2 separate regions of the Bombyx mori genome follow, and region 2 is linked to region 1. A link is a contact called in public Hi-C data. All regions are on one chromosome and are shown on one strand. Each heading gives the region's core, a stretch centred on a gene start, on an enhancer-like site or on the middle of the called end of the contact. The rest is flanking DNA. Distances are from core to core; before and after follow the strand shown.

Region 1 (2,700 bases), core at 189-2,688:
TTTGACTGTGACAAAGAGTGCAGGGTTTTTGTGTAACTACTTCTATTTCTTCCTATTATGTAGGAGGAGCATTGGCTATTGTTTTTCAGATTAGTTGATGCTGTATGGAAATTGTTAATAAAAGAAGAATTACCCTTAGTCATTTTTTTTTTATTGTTGATCAGTTGAATTATGATCAAAAGATAAAGAGGATAAGATAAAACACTAAAGTAACTAAAAGAAGGAGACTCTTAATAGTTGATGATGTTCCCAGCATAAAATCTACAGGAATGAGAGATAAACATAGCAAAATGTTTCTATTATGGATAAACTTATCTTTGTATTTTTGATATTAGGATTTAGTGTTTCTATTGTTTTTCGTTATATGGGAAAAATACTAGCAAAGTACATATTGAATATTTTAATTATATATAAATTCTTTGTCAAAAAAGATTTAAATCACTTTTTAAATAGAAAACTTGGAAATAATCTTTATTAGTACTTAACGTTTCTTAAGAAATGTAATATGAATTTACAATTTATATTGAACATTGTGACAATAACAGCACGAATCATTTTCTATGGAGATCCTAATCTGAATTCAAAAAATCACTGTCTCCATTAGCACTCTTTTGTCTACAAGTCTACAACAGTCATCAAAATCTTTAACTCAATTCTATTGTCTAAAATTTATCTGATAACTCATTGACTAAGTAAATCTTTACTATTTTGTAATTTAAGAATTTATACAAACATATACTCATTTTATATGTTATTATGAATTATTCCTATCCAAATTACTGGTAGTAAAATATTTATGATACTTAATTTTGAGCTTATTTGAAATATATTTAAATAGTTTTGTATAATTCCTTAGGTAGCTACAAGTAAATTCATAATAATATTGTGTGCACAGAAGCCCTAAAGTCTAAATTCAATAACGACAAATTATCCTCGGACATTCGTGAGTTTGTAAACACGCAACAATTGAGAATTATTTGTTACACAACCACACATAACTTGGTGGAGTAAGTATGTAGGCATTTTAATTGTCTATTTGAGTAATCGTATTTTGAGGTTAAGGATAAATGTTAGGACTCACCTCTTTTGACTGCCATAATTCTTTCCCGAGTACGTGGACCAGTTTGTTTAAATGTTCGCATGTCATTCCTTTTTCCATTTTGAATAAAAAATACAAACACACGTAAATAAAAAGATTGACTCTTCACAATAGCCTTGTAAATAAAGAGAATTTTATGCGAAGGCAGAAATTGATGCTATGTTTAGTTTTCCATAGGAATAAATAGGAAAAAATAAACTTAGTCTTACAGGAAACATTTTTATGGAATGGAATTAATTGAATTAGATTACAGAAATTTTACAATAATCGTATCGTTGATCGTTTGCTGACAAGCATAGATTATTCCACAGACTACTATGAAATCACAGCATATATATATTATTGCTTACGCATGATTATTCACAACAAATGTGAACATTTGCATAGATATAGAAACAAAGTTCAAAAAGAAACAAAGTTCGAGATAATTAATTGTCTTCTTGAATGACCAAACCGGGATCCGGGAACGAGTCGGATCCCAAGCTGTTTGCATATAAAGGAGTTATAGCCGAAAAATACAAATTGCGAAAATAAAATGTGCATTAAAACTCCGGCTTACTGTGGATCACTGCTTCCATCTCTGGGCTGGGGCTCTCAAATACCAGCCATTTCCATTTGACTTCATATTCCATACCGAAGTGGTTTCTTCCTATTGTCGATAATCCCATTCTCACGGATTATCTGGAACTTGGTCAACCTGGTCAACGCAAGGAATTAGATTCTCTGTGTTTTGAACCGTACCGAAGTATTCTTATTATATCGTGTAGGTGGCATAAAAGGTAGTCTGTTTTCTATTCCAGGGTTCAAACAATTTCCATACCGGATTTTATCCAAATCGGGTCAGCGGTTTCAGCATGAAAACGTAAGACACAGACAAAGTTACTTTCATATTAATAATGCTTATAAGCTCTAACATCTCGCAATACGAAGTAATTTCCAAAAAATCATTGATTTAAGTGAAACAAAGCCCAAATTGTGCTTCAAATTAATCTGTTTCAGAAAGTAGCGCTAAAAAGGTAAATAAACAAATGGTGGCTTTTGTTTTATTACCGTCTGCCTTACCTTACCTTACCTGCTTTACACTTCTTTATAAAAGATCTCATCTCGCTATACGAGCTAGATTTTTATGTGTACAATGAGCGACTCAAGTAAAGAATAATAAGGTTTTTACGAAGATAATCTCCAGTATACTCTAAAGAATAAGTTTATTAACAATGTTAGCTGTCTGTCTAGATAATTTAAACGAAATGGACTGTTTGGCGACAACACGAGGAGCTAAGTTGTGTAAGTTGTTTTATATTGTTAAATTAGTATTTCTTCAGGCTTCAATGTGTAATAGCATTGGTTTATTAACTGTTTAGCATCTGTGAAAGTGCGCAAATGTGGGAAAATGCCAAAGGGCGTAATCATTGGATTCTTTCAAAAAGTCTTGAAAAATTCTCAGCATGTAACCACAATATACTGAGACTTAATTTCTCATATCATTCAATTTAATTTTATCTCAATTATGAATGTCTCAAAATAATTAGCTTCTGGGCTCGTTTTATATTAAAACAGTACATAATATAAAGTAATTATAAAACACTGCTCAAAGGACTCGT
Region 2 (2,700 bases), core at 178-2,677, 270 kb before region 1:
TTTTATAGTAATAAGGTGTTGCAAAATATGATATGATGAGATGATATTATATGATAGTTTATGCTTAATCCTACTTATAGTATTTGAAACATAAACAGATCTAATTTACCCTGGCTAAGCAGTGCAATTGTGGTAATTTGCTGGGTCTAGAATATTTCATGAGTTTCATTTGCTATTTAAGTGTATTTTTATTTATCTGTGTGTAAGGCTAAGCAGCACGAACACATATTTTGGCAAGTTAATACTTTATAAGGCCCCGGCTAGCAGACATTCTTTGAATTTACCTAAGACTACGGCACATGAATCAATTGATAATATAAAATGTTTAATAAAAAATTAATGGATGCAAATTTTTCATCCTATTGTTGGTATGTATTGGATGTTGCATCAGCAATCACCAGTTCAATAATGAGCCTCTAATTTCCTAGATAGCTTAAACATAACCTGGATAATTTAAATATGTATGAAACGGTTTTTATTTTTACAAGACAATACCCAGATGCTTCATCAATTTTTACAAGATGGTCTGATACTAAGTGTAGTAGAGTATTAGATACACTCAAACTGCTATAGAGACCGATCTTTGTGCCTTTAAGGCATGGAATCAACAACAACACTGGACCGGAAGCAAGTCTAATTTTACCATCATAACACTAGACCTCTTCATACAGCACAAGGCCGCATATAAAATTCAAATTTGAAAACCCTTATCAGAAATAATAAGTTCAAGCTTCTATAATCTACAACTCTCAGCAAATGCAGTTATATTAAAATCTCATAATTATTATAATCAAATGATAAAATTAATTTCTTTTGACTGGCTAGCTAGCTGATCATTTGAAGACGACCCATAACCTTACTAAATTTATATAGTAGCAGCAGCAGAATTGTTGTATAGAACCAAAACCAAACCAACCAAAAAAATCAAATTGCAATTACTGCAAAACTAAATATTTGAAACGAGTTAATGGCGGTATGTCGGCGTTTTTAATAGCCAGTTCGTATTCTACTTGCATAGACTATTCAAACAAATTAAACAGAAAACGATTGTATAGCTTGTTAGTTACATTTTTCAATAAAACTATTATTAATTTAAAACTTACACGTACCTTTGCATGTTGGATTTCAATCTTCATTCATTAATAATCTACCGAAACATAATCTACTAAATACTAAAACGTGAAACTTTTGAATACTCTAATTTCAAGGTTTGTTTATTTTATATGTATAAGTAATTTGATTCAATAGGTACTCTGCGTCTTAAGTTGTAACCGTACTGTATTAAAATTATTCTCACAACATCAACTATCGTTGGAAGCATGCTGTGTGTATGAAAGCTAATAACATAGTAAAATTAATCCTGTCCTGTTTACAAACTCTAATTTGAAATTTGAATTTGTTCTTTGCAGTTTGCAATGTTAAAAATAGTTTGACACTTGACAACCAGCTGCCAGCTTATGTTTTTCTCTATTTTTTTAATTATTAACGTGCATGGGTTCAAGTCTTTAAGGCCACGATGACTTCTAAATTGTCATTGGAACGGAATGAATTTATGTAGAATTCAGTATGGAATTAAATGAAATTAATTAAATGCGGTGAGATAAGATGTGAGGTTTGAGGTGAAATGAAATATCTTTGTAAAATGGTGGCAATTTATTATGAGTTCAATTCACGTCCATTTTAGCGCTCAGGAAAATGCCAAAAGATTAATTTTACACAGATGGTACGTATGGTTTGTTCGTTGAAATAGGCAAAGGGACCATACGCCCACACTTTACTTTTCCAATTATGCTGAAACTGTCTTTAAAAAACTTATTTGCTAACTTGACAGGAACAACACCTGGAAAATTTTTGTTTTACTCTTTTGATTTCAAACTGAGTTAGGATTCTTTCAAAACAATATGTGCCATGATATGGATATTAAATTAAAAACCAAAATGTATAAAATAAATGTGAAACAAATTATGAACGCAAAAAAAAACCATATGTGCAGTGCACACGAATATAACAGTAATGAAATACGGAGAAGTTATTGATTACAAAATCACTCATTTCAATTTGGATGTCACTCAAAAATATGCATGTAACTATGTATGTCACTATGTATGTCACTTTGTATGTCACTATGTACTATGTATGTAAAAATAAACTTTTTCTTCAGTTCCGAGAAAATTTTTGAGAAAAACTGATAGTGATATATCTTTTTTATTAATAGTGACATATTTTTAAATAGCTTGAAGTTAGATTGATTGATCCATTTATACTATTATTACGTATATAGCTTTAAACGCGTCAAAGCAGAAACCAAAGCTCCGGGAAATTAATGCAAGTTTGATGGCTCTTTCAGAAAATTAATGGCAACACTGGTAGTCTATCTCTTTCCCTCCCGTAAAGTTGTCAAGGTAGCCGTCTTACTAACTTTTTTCCAAAATTTAATGTTTTTTCAGCGTAAAATTGCTAAATATTGTATTAAACCGATTTAATAGTGGTCTAGAAACGTAATTGCAATATTTGTTACATTGGAACGGTAAAGATTAGTCAGATATTTTGTGGTGTTAAAAAGCCTATGTTGGTGCTCAACGTTGTTTTGATTTTTGAAAGTGAAAGAAAGTTTTTTCCTCTGAGTTCAATAGAGTGATACCCTAATTGTGGTTAAAACGAACCTTCCGAGGTGCTAAAAAGTGCAATAATATAAAGCTC

What was found. Hi-C and Micro-C count contacts between places; a contact is called where the count stands out from the background.
Region 2: a Hi-C map of middle silk gland shows a contact between it and region 1, with 1.7 times the contacts expected there. The contact joins the promoter of LOC101741353 here to the promoter of LOC101741337 in region 1. A contact is called at or near these places in 3 of 7 Hi-C or Micro-C datasets (middle silk gland, posterior silk gland and whole pupa).

Annotation. Positions count from the first base shown.
Region 1 is chr20:5,371,887-5,374,586 of ASM3026992v2, reverse strand. LOC101741337 (ubiquitin carboxyl-terminal hydrolase 20) reads right to left here and starts at 1,438. Exons shown (of 22, transcript XM_062674324.1): 1 at 1,082-1,438. The coding sequence starts at 1,159. The region is part of intron 1 of LOC134200745 (a long non-coding RNA gene); the gene reads right to left.
Region 2 is chr20:5,645,836-5,648,535 of ASM3026992v2, reverse strand. LOC101741353 (UDP-glucose 4-epimerase) reads right to left here and starts at 1,427. Exons shown (of 7, transcript XM_038018242.2): 1 at 1,110-1,427. The coding sequence starts at 1,117. It overlaps RpS7 (ribosomal protein S7), which reads left to right and starts at 2,379. Exons shown (of 5, transcript NM_001043796.1): 1 at 2,379-2,402.